Linked DNA regions of Rattus norvegicus: region 1 is linked to region 2. Evidence: chromatin contacts called from public Hi-C data. All regions are on one chromosome and are shown on one strand. The core of a region is the stretch at or near the end of the contact, and the rest is flanking DNA. Distances in the headings are between cores, read along the strand shown.

Region 1 (5,817 bases), core at 1,761-4,260, 120 kb before region 2:
CTAGGAACCCAGCAAAGCTGACTCCTGTGGCAAGACACATGGCACATGAAGCCTGAGCTTGACGCTCCCATAAACATGGAAAACACATGTTCACATGACGCTGGGTTGTGGGCTTTTTAGACTGATCCATATCAGCTTAAGAAAACCGGGCAACTGCAGCTGACTCTGGCTATGCATGGTAGTCTGTGTCTGCAAAGTTGGCCATCAATTGATCAAGACATGTTCTGTCATGTTCTGTCATGTGTGTTTGTAAAACTGAATTCACAGATGACGATGCCGTGTATAGAAAGTTGTCTGCCACACCAGTTAGCTCTGGAAGGTTCCTTCTCACACTTAGGAACAGTCAATGATTCAGAGCTACACCTGGGGTGTTAGATGTAGCAAAAGACGGGCTCTGGGAGATGGCTCTATCGGTAAAATGCTTGTCTCCTAAGCACGAGAACCTCAGTTTGGACCACAGGAATCTACATTAAACACGGCACAGGGGCTGGTGAGACGGTTCAGCAAGTAAAGGCCCTTACTACTCACGCTGGCTCAGGGAGGCCGGAAGGAAGACACAGCACCTGAAGTAGGTGCCGCTACGATGGGCGCATGCATGATAGAGAGGTGGAAACTCGGTGGAGAGACGGAGAGAAAGCTAGGCTGAGGGGCTCAGTCACTGTGAGGAAGGTGGGACTGGAGACTCCACAGCAGTGAGGAACAGGCAGATATGAAGAGGCCATGGTGGGGTCCTGGCCCGGGCTGCCACTAAGGGCCATGTCTGGGTTGGTGGTCTTGCTGAAGCTGGGCTCTATGTCATGGTCTGTGGTCCTGGTTACCACCAAAGGCCAAGTGAATGCCCGTGGTTTGGCTGCACAAGAGACTGCGTGGCTATCTGAAGGACTTGCTGTTGCAGGGAGACAAGCTGATCTGAGTGGCCTGCACTGCCACCTGAGGCCTCGGGGACACCCAGGCCCATGCTGCTGCTGGGAGCCACATCTGAATCCACGGTCTTGAAGCCAGGATCTGTGTTGATGTCCCAGGCTGGCGTTACCACCAAAGTCCAGGCCAGTCTCTAGTATGGACTGCTGCCTGAGGGGCTGTGCTGACCTGGCCTGGCCCCTCTCCTACACAGCACAGTAGAGCTGACCCTGATGGTGGGGGAGGGGTGAGCCAGCCCCAAGGCCATGAGAGCAGGAGGGCCGACCCTGTCTCTTGCCGGCTGTAGCACTAGGTGAGTTTGTCCTGGTGGTGAGGGACAAAGAGTGGGATGGTCTCCTAGGACCTCCCAGGCCCAGATCTGGTGCTTCAGGTTGGCCCACCCCAACACCTACTCCATCTCTGAACGGCTGGGGCGTGTGTAGGGTCCAGTCTGTAGGATCTCCATGACACAGGGCAACAACAGGGTATCAAAGCCTTGTCCCGGGTTGGGGATTTAGCTCAGCGGTAGAGCGCTTGCCTAGGAAGCGCAAGGCCCTGGGTTCGGTCCCCAGCTCCGAAAAAAAAAAAAAAAAAACAAAACAAAACAAAAAAAAAAAAAAGCCTTGTCCCAGTGAGGCTCCAGGATAGACAGGGTAGCAGAAGCCAGAGGCTGTGAAACAAACCAGTGACTCACTGCGATGATCCTTTGCAAGTAAAGATGTGTAGACAGAGGGTACACTGGGGGACACACTGTGACATACACAGCTTTCATGACAAGGTTTTGTTTTTAATTCTATCTTATTTTATTTTCTTTGGGAGGATCGCAAGGACAAAGGGCAGATATGAAGGGATAGAGAACATGATGTGAAATTCACAAAGAATCACTATTTTAAAAAGCCCTTAACACCGAGCACGATAATGTCAGTTTTATTCTATGATCCCGCACAGTAGAGGGAAAAGCCAAATCCTGCAAGTTGTGTTCTGACCGCCATCATGCGCTCCCAACACACACACATACACACACACACACACACACACACACACAGATATACACACACAGACAGAGACAGACACACACACACATACACACATACATACATACACATACACACAGATACACACAGACACACATACACACTGACAAATACACACACAGACACACACATACATACACACGGATATACAGACACACACACAGACACACACAGACACATACACATATACATACACACTGACACATACACACAGACACACACATATATATACACAGACACACATATACACAGACATACAGACACACATACATACAAACATACACATACATATACACTGACACATACATGCAGACACACACATATATACACACAGACACACATATACGCAGACATACATACATATAATTTTTAAGTAAAAAAAGTTGTGTCTGGGAAGATGACTCAAGGGCGGCTGCCAAGCCTACTGACCTGTGTTTGACTCTTGGGACCCAAATGAAGGAAGAGACCCAATCCCCTCAAGTGTCCTTGGATCCCCACAATGTGGCTGGCACATGCACCTACTACACTAATGAACGTAATTCTAAAAGTTAATGAGTCACTTTAGAAGTCATTCCTTAAAAGAATGAAAAGGAGAGAGGGAGAGAGGAAGGACAGAAGGAAGGACGGAAGGAGGGATGGACGGAAGGCAGGCAGGCAGCCCGGCCACCCGGTATACCAGTACACGCCTACAGTCGCAGTGGTAAGACGGTAGCCAGAGACAGGCAGATCCCTAGAAGCTTAAGGGAGAGCTAGCCTAGCCTACTTGGCAAAGTTCAAGGTTATTAAGAGACCTTGTCAAAAGGGGTGGGGGTACCTGAGAAGGGACATTCAACGTTGCCCTTTGACCTCTACACATGCAAAGCATACACGCACACATACACTAAATATATTGTAAACTGGATGTCTGTTTAGCTGAGGATCTGAAATGAGAAGACCAAGTGTCGTCCTGTCAGCCCCGAGCTGCGCTTGTGAGCACAGAATGACTGACACTTTTTGTTGCTCTGTAAGAGCCAAAAACTGATCAGAGCAAGCACTCGAGGCATGCCTCTCTGCTTGGGTAATCAATAACGATCAGTGAGCACCGGACTCCACAAACAGCCTGGGACTGACCACATGACCAACGGCCGCACGCTGGCCTCTGCTAACTGTCTGCTTTCCTTTCGAGACAGGGTCTTGCTATGCTGCTGGGGCTGGTCGTGAATCTGGACTCCAGCGATCCTTCTGCCTCTGCTGCCCAGGTGCATCACCATGCCTAGCGTCACCTTCAGTATCTGGTGCGAGCTATTTCCAGCCTCTAAAATGAGAGAATCCAAAATACAGAATGGAAGGAAGTCTTGGCCAGCTATTTGTCTGACAGAAGATCAGTGTTCAGAATATATAAACACCCAAAATATTAAACACCAGAAAACAAAAAATTCAATGGATAAATAGGCAAATGAATGACACACAAATCAAACCAAACACCATTGAGAGAACATCTTTATTTCTGTCAGAGTAGCTGTCATCACACACATACACACACACACACACACACACACACACACCTTGGCTGATTGTGTAATTCACTGTTGTGAATGGTGCCTCCATAAGCATGTGAGTGTCTGGATTGTATGGTGGATTGTATGGTGACCATAGTTTTCTCAAGTTGTTACCTAGCAATGGGATAGCTGAAGGTGACGCTAGGCATGGTGATGCACCTGGGCAGCAGAGGCAGAAGGATCGTGCGTCTTGGGGAGTCTGGTGTGGTGGTCAGGTTCTATGTCTGTGGTTTATGTGTATGTGATTCAGTCACAAAAGAGTGACAGTATTTTTGGTAGGAATATGGATACAAGAAAAATACTGTGATAATCAAAACAAAGGCGGATTTGGAAAGACAAACACTGTTTCTCTCATACGTGGGAAAAGATTAAGGAGCAGAGCAGAAGGGAGTCTATTCAGGAAGTGGGGCAGAAAAGGGAGAGCAGCAGGTGGGTGCGGAGAGGAACGGTGACAAGAATCAAAGCATCTTATACACCAGTATGAAAGTCCCCAGGGAGCCCATTATTCTACACAAGCCTTTGAAAGGGGAAAAAGTATCAGAAGTTCTAAGTGTAGGAAAAGAATTCACACGAAAACAGCAAGGACAGAAGACTTTACAGATGCTGGCTCCCTCTGTGTCACACCAGCAGGCTATGCACCCTCCGACCTCCCTCCGTGCTACACCAGCAGGACTGTGCACTGTCTGACCTCCCTGTGTGTCACACCAGCAGGACTGTGCACCCTCCGACCTCCCTGTGTGTCACACCAGCAGGACTGTGCACCCTCCGACCTCCCTGTGTGTCACACCAGCAGGGCTGTGCACTGTCTGACCTCCCTGTGTGTCACACCAGCAGGACTGTGCACCCTCCGACCTCCCTGTGTGTCACACCAGCAGGGCTGTGCACTGTCTGACCTCCCTGTGTGTCACACCAGCAGGACTGTGCACCCTCCGACCTCCCTGTGTGTCACACCAGCAGGGCTGTGCACTGTCTGACCTCCCTGTGTGTCACACCAGCAGGGCTGTGCACTGTCTGACCTCCCTGTGTGTCACACCAGCAGGACTGTGCACTGTCTGACCTCCCTGTGTGTCACACCAGCAGGGCTGTGCACTGTCTGACCTCCCTGTGTGTCACACCAGCAGGGCTGTGCACTGTCTGACCTCCCTGTGTGTCACACCAGCAGGGCTGTGCACTGTCTGACCTCCCTGTGTGTCACACCAGCAGGACTGTGCACTGTCTGACCTCCCTGTGTGTCACACCAGCAGGACTGTGCACTGTCTGACCTCCCTGTGTGTCACACCAGCAGGGCTGTGCACTGTCTGACCTCCCTGTGTGTCACACCAGCAGGACTGTGCACTGTCTGACCTCCCTGTGTGTCACACCAGCAGGGCTGTGCACTGTCTGACCTCCCTGTGTGTCACACCAGCAGGGCTGTGCACTGTCTGACCTCCCTGTGTGTCACACCAGCAGGGCTGTGCACTGTCTGACCTCCCTGTGTGTCACACCAGCAGGGCTGTGCACTGTCTGACCTCCCTGTGTGTCACACCAGCAGGGCTGTGCACTGTCTGACCTCCCTGTGTGTCACACCAGCAGGGCTGTGCACTGTCTGACCTCCCTGTGTGTCACACCATCAGGGCTGTGCACTGTCCGACCTCCCTGTGTGTCACACCAGCAGGGCTGTGCACTGTCTGACCTCCCTGTGTGTCACACCAGCAGATGAGGAGTTGTAGGAGTTGTCAGCCTGCTGTCTTCTTTAAGCTTTTCCCTCTACTCTTGCTTTTTAAGGTAGGATACAAAGTAACAGATTTCCTAATGGCACCTTCATACTTGGTGTCATGTCCCGCTTTTATGCATCTTCCCCCCCCCTCCTCCCTCCTCCCTCCTCCCTCCTCCCCCATCAGCTTCCCCCTCCCTCCTCCCCCCTCCACCCCCCCACCCCCGTCTCCAGCAGCTTCCCCCTCAGCTTCCATGTCCCATGCATTTTCCTCCTGCTTTTCCTTTCCCCTACTGTAAGATCTCGTCTTCCTCTTGCCTGGTTTCCTTTCTATGCCCCCCACACACTCACACACTCACACACTCACACACACTCACACATACATGCTTCAGAGTCAGTGTGTAAGAGAAAACACGAAATACTTGAATTTGTGACTCTGACATACGGTAACATAATGACCTCCAGTTCCGTCCACTGCCTGCAAATGTTGGAATTTTGTTTCTTCACAGTTAAATAAGATTCCACTGCATATTCATTACAAATTCATCTGTTGACGGTCACCTAAGCTGCTAGGTGGGCAGTGTCTCTGTGATATGTTGATTTAGAGCAGTGGTTCTCAACCTGTGGGTCACAACCCCTTTTGGGGGGTCAA
Region 2 (5,637 bases), core at 1,836-4,335:
TTGGGACATTGGTTGGGGACTATGGACTGGCACCAGATAGTAAGCTAGGCAGACACATCCTGCCTCTATGTTTCCTGGCCGTGTCAACTCAGTAAGCCACCCCATCTCACTCTATTTCATGGCTTCTGCTTCATTGAAAGTGCGGGCTGAGTCAGATGCCTTGGCTTCCTCCCACAAACACCAAATCAGAGACTGGCATCAAGAGCAGAGGGCCCCGATAAAGACATGGAACTGAGAAGCCACAAGGATATCAAAACATCTGTACACCAGGGGAACGGGTGTGAACACCAAGGATGCCAGCATTGGTCCATCCACTGGTTTCCTGGGTTCATAATGAGTATCCTCAGTGTGCCAGGCCCACAGGAGGCCCAGGGCTTCAGCTGAAGACCATCAGATAGGCTTCTGCTCTTGGGGACCCTTCTGCCTGGTGGACAATAGTGTTCTCTTTGGAAGTTAGGTCAATGACTGCCTCTGTCTCTGTGTGCTGAGAACTGGGGCATTCTGGACACTCAGCTCAGGGAAGAAGGGAAGGCTGGGTGAATTCTCAAAGCATCTCTGGGGAGTTTATAAAATACACCTCCCAAAGGTTGAATTAGAAAACTGTAGGCCAAAGCCCAAAGAGTTGTGTATTGGACATACTTCCCATCGCTTCTGATGGGAAGTAAAGGGCAGAGCTTCTGTGGTGGGTCTGGTTACCATGGAGACTGTACTGAGAAGGGATACAGATGCTACGTTTGTTTGGACCTTGCTTGTTTGGACTGATGCTTCAACATGGCCTCCTACTGTTTCTCTGTCTCCTGGCTTCATGTATCCCAGAACAGCCTTGAACTCTCTATGTATCTCAGACAGGCCTTGAACTTCTGATCCACCTACCTCCACCTCCTGAGTCCTGAGGATACAGATTGGCTCACTTAGGTCACTTCTGTTGCTATGATATAATATTCTAACCGACAGAGAGAGGAAGAATGATTTATTGTTTTATATTTCTAGGTTAAATCACAGTGGCAGGAACTTGAAGCACTTAGTTACACTATGTCCACATCAAGGGCAGGCAGATGAATGATTGCATGTGTGTTTCCTTTCTTGTTTGTTCTCAACTCATTTTTTCCACTTTTATACAGCTTGGGACCTCTGCCTAGGGGATGGTGCTACCCACAGTGAGCTGGCTCTTCCCACATCTATTAACTCAGGACAATCCCCAACAGACACACCCACAAGCCAATCAGTGTAGACCCTCCTTTACTGAGATTCTCTTCGCAGGTGATTTTAGGTTGAGTCAAGTTAACAATTAAAGTTAATCATCACAATAATCATTTATGAATGGCTAGGGATGGAACCCAGGGATTTATGCATATTAGGTTATCAACTGAGCCACATCCCAGACTGGGTTGTTGTGATACAAATAGAAATGTCCCCTACTGGTTCGTGTACTAATCAGTTGGTCCCTAAGTGGTGGCACAGTTATAGGAGGTTAAGGAAAGTTTTTGAGAGGGGCTTGTTGAAGGGAGAGTGTCTATGAATGGTTTGCACAACTTTCAAGCTCTTTCTTATGCACTGCCTCCTGTCCACCATGAAGCAAACAGCATCCTTCTGAACATGTTCTTACCACCATGACATTCTGCCTCACCACAGGCCTAAAGTCAGTAGGGCTGAGGACAATAGACTGAACTCTTGGAAACTGTGAGAAAAACAAATTCCTCCCCTCTTAGATTGTTTATGTCAGCACCATCCAATATAGATGTGGTTCCAGGGGCCAGCAAAAGCATCTGCAGAATGAAGGATTAGACAGATGCTGGTCCCTTGAGGAACCCAGGACATGAGCAGCACTTGAATGCTTCTGAATCTTCACTCCGGATGTTACAGGGAGCCTGGGGCAGGAAGCCCTGTGCTTCTCTGTCTTGGAGCAGCTACAGAGTGCTTGTCTGTCCCATGATCCCGGAGGTCAGACTTTCTCCAGGCACCCACGGGTGTCCTCTTCAGGGCTGGGAAGGGTCTTCCCAGGTGTCCCTGGGTGCAACAGTTAATGTCCCACTGTCAGTTTGATGGGATGTAGAATCACTGAGGAGATAAACTTCCATGCACATCTGGGTTAACTAGGGTGGAAAGAGCTACCTGGAGTGGGAGCTGTTCCATGGGCTGGAGAAAAAGGGACAGAGTGATCTCAGCACAAACGTCCATCTCTTCTCTGCTGGCTGTGGATGCCGTGTGAGCAGCTGACTCCTGATGCTGTGCCTGCCTTGATGGACTGTACCCTCAAACTCTGAGCCCAAACCAGCACCGTCCTTTCTTACGCTGATCTTGTCACAGCGATGAGAAAAGTAATTAATGTAACAGGTATGACTTGGTCCTAGAAGAGTCCTTTCCTTCCGGACTGCTTTCTGTTTCTGGCATTTGGAGTTCCCCCTTCCTTCCTTCCTTCCTTCCTTCCTTCCTTCCTTCCTTCCTCCCTCCCTTCCTTCCTTCCTTCCTTATTTATTTATAGATTTATTTATTTTTAGATTTATTCATGTATTATATATGAATATACATAGCTGTCTTTAGACACACCAGAAGAGGGCATCAGATCTCATTACAGATGGTTGTGAGCCACCATGTGGTTGTCAGGAATTGAACTCAGGACCTCTGGAAGAACAGTCAGTGCCCTTAACTACTGAGCCATCTCTCCAGCCCACAGTGTTCCCCCTTCCTTAAGCAGGTATCTCCATGCACTTTCTCCAGTACTGAGGGAAGATGGCCACTTCCAGAGACTATTAGCCACCTGAGAAGTGAGACTCAGAGCTGCCTGGAGCTGGCCAAGTCACCAGGGCACTAGCCAAAGACTCCAGTCCAGATGATAGGTGACCTTGCCTGCCTGGCCAGACAGAATGAGGTGTCAGAATGTCTGAGAATCTTCTGGGGGTCACGTTGGGCAGGGTCCACAGAACAGCCAACCCAGAGCTAACTGGGGCCTGGTAAAGGTGACTGGGGTAGGTAGGCACCCTTGCCAGCTGGCTCAGTGCCACACTCCTCATGTCAGCCAGGCCCTGGGCCAGGGTGGAACTACTGCCAGGCCTGAGCTCTGAGAAGCAGACATTCTGGAACTGCATATTGCAACAGCCCAGGTGTCACAGGGTGTCAATGGCCCATGTGTGGAGGAAGAACAGAGGAGTCCAAGGTGGAGCAAGAGACAAACGCAGGAGGATGACCAAGCTGGGGTCCTGTACAGCCTTCCTGTCTCCTCAGTGAAGGGTCACCCTCCAGGCTGCCCTCACATCAGGAAAACTGGCCCTAAACCCTGCATTTCAGAGCATTACCCACAGAAGCACTTATTTGCCCAGTTCATCTCCATCCTCTGAGCAAAGATGGCAGAGAGCAGACCTGTGAATTCCTGGCAGGCGAGGAAACGGCTCACATGGAGGCTTGGCCTTTTCCGTGGCACTTGTTTGAACAATTTTTATTTTACTGGTTATGTGGTTTTTAGAGAATTTACTTTGTCTTTAGAAGATGGGGGGGGGCAAACAGGGTGCTGGGGCTACAGCTTTGTTGGGGGCAGTGCTGGCCTAGCATGTAGGGAGCCCTGAGTCCAGCTCTAGCATCACAGGAGCAGGCAAGGTGGCACACACCTGAAATCTGAGCCATCAGGAAGAGGAGGAGGAGGAGGGAGAGGAGGAGGAGGAGGGAGAGGAAGAGGAGGAAGAGAAGGAGGAGGAGAAGGGAGAGGAAGAGGAGGAGGAAGAAGAGGAGGAGGAAGAGGAGAAGGAGGGGGCGGTCAGAAGGTCAATGTCATCTCTGACTACCTCGCAATTTGAGGCCAACCTGAGCTACATGAGACGATGTCAAGAAAGAAAGAAAGACAGCAAGGAAGGAAGGAAGGGAGGAAGGGAGGGAGGGAGGGAGGGGTAAAGAAAGAAGGGAGGGAGGGAAGAAGAGGAAAAAGCACAAGGCCCCTCAAAAGCCATACGACTGGTGTGAAAAATGGCTCTGTGGAGAATGGCTACAGAGACCAGAGCACGGACAGCCCAGCAGAGAGCTCTTCCCCGGCCAGGCACAGAAGGACCCTGTGGCTACGGGTAGTGATCCCTTAGCTACCACCCATGCAGAGCAAAGTCTGAGGTGTTTTCAAGAAATGCCAAGGCAATGGGAGGGACCAGATTGGGGGAGGATGGCGAGAGATGGTACTGGGAGAGACAACTGGAATGGAAAGCGGGGGTAGGCATGTCTGGGATGAGCTAGAAACCTAGGACAGTGGAAACTGCCAGGAATCTGTGAGGGTGACCCTAGCTAAGACCCCTAGCAATGGGAGACATGGAGCCTGAACCGGACACCACCTGTAACAGGCAAGACTTCCAGTGGAGGAATTGGGGACACCAACCCAGTCATAAAACTTTCAACATACAAGATGTGCTGGGGTAAAGGTGGCTTAGAAATTGTGGGAGTGGCCAACCAATGACTGTCCAACTTGAGACCCACGAGCCCATCCCTGATGTTGCCGGGAGATCCAGACCCAGAGTCTAGATAGCGCAGAGACCTACGATAGAATCAAGCACTACTCAGGGGAAACAAAGGTCATGAAATGATTCCTCATGGTACTCTGCTATACTCATAGACTGGTGTCTAGCCCAACTGTCACCAGTAACTGATGGAAACAGATGGAGAGACCCACAGCCAAACATCAGGTGGAGTTCAAGCAACCCTGACGAAGAAGGGAAGGGTGGACTGTAGGAACCACGGGATCAAGGACACCACACAACAAAACCCAGAATCAACTAACCTGAGACTTAAACACCAACAGGGAGCTTGCATGGGTCTGACCTAGACCCTCTCTGCACATATGCTACGTATGTTGTGTAGCTTTATCTTGTGGGACTCCTAACAGTGGGGGCAGGGGCTGTCTCTGACTCTGCTGCCTGACTGGGACCCTTTTCCTCATACTGGGTTGCCTTGTCCAGCGTTACTACAAGGGATGGTACCTAGTCTTACTACAACTGGATATGCCATGTTTGGTTGACATCCATGGGAGGCCTGCCCCTTTCTAAAGAGAAAGGAATGAGGAGTGGATGGGGAGAGGGTAGAGGGGACGGAGGAGGGGGGATTTGGAGGAGAGGAGGGAGGGGATATGAAAATAATAAACAAGCACACAAGCAGATGGATGGGTGGGTGGGTGGGTGGAGAGATGGACAGATAGATGGATAGAAGTGCCAAGGCTTAAGTGTCAGGAGAACAGAGTCAAAATAAAAGCCACAGCTAAGAGAGAATGATCTGTTGCCACCCAGTGGAGGGTATAGGCTCCTCTAGCCTCTGAGTCTGGAACAACCCAATGCGTGCCTGTGTCTTGCCTAGAGATAGCCCCAGATGCAGGCTTATGGTGAAGTAGGGCCAGGAAATGGCGGAAGACTGAGCTGGAAGGCAGAACGGGGCCTTAGAGACCTTCAGGGCCCCAGCCAGCCAGGGTGCTTGGCTCACAGAGAGCCAGCCCTCTGTCAACTTTTACTCTTTCCTGTGTGAGTGCATGGGGCTACCCTCAGGGCTTATTTATAAATCGGCACAGATGGCCTGATGATAACAGGGACTATTTCTGGAGTGTGTGACAGAGGAGTTGGAACACCCCTGCTCTGGGACCCTGAACCTGCTGGTGGAGGTCCCGGGGAGTCAGCTCAT

The links. Hi-C and Micro-C count contacts between places; a contact is called where the count stands out from the background.
Region 1: a Hi-C map of liver shows a contact between it and region 2, with 8 times the contacts expected there. The contact joins two enhancer-like sites. A contact is called at or near these places in 11 of 12 Hi-C or Micro-C datasets (the A7r5 cell line, the Rat2 cell line, Schwann cells and 7 more) and 1 of 1 datasets of contacts at active chromatin or transcription factors (oligodendrocytes).

What each region holds. Positions count from the first base shown.
Region 1 is chr13:33,821,739-33,827,555 of GRCr8, reverse strand. All of the region lies in intron 1 of C13h2orf76 (similar to chromosome 2 open reading frame 76), which reads right to left. Among named protein-coding and RNA genes, the nearest start is that of C13h2orf76, 22 kb to the right of the region's middle. Within about 2 kb of position 3,010, at least 2 of the 93 cell types and tissues checked have an H3K27ac peak or open chromatin away from gene starts, as enhancers often do. A contact at or near this core is called in hepatocytes and liver, where this site is marked.
Region 2 is chr13:33,698,914-33,704,550 of GRCr8, reverse strand. The region is part of intron 2 of Sctr (secretin receptor); the gene reads right to left. Among named protein-coding and RNA genes, the nearest start is that of Sctr, 21 kb to the right of the region's middle. Within about 2 kb of position 3,085, at least 9 of the 93 cell types and tissues checked have an H3K27ac peak or open chromatin away from gene starts, as enhancers often do. A contact at or near this core is called in hepatocytes and liver, where this site is marked.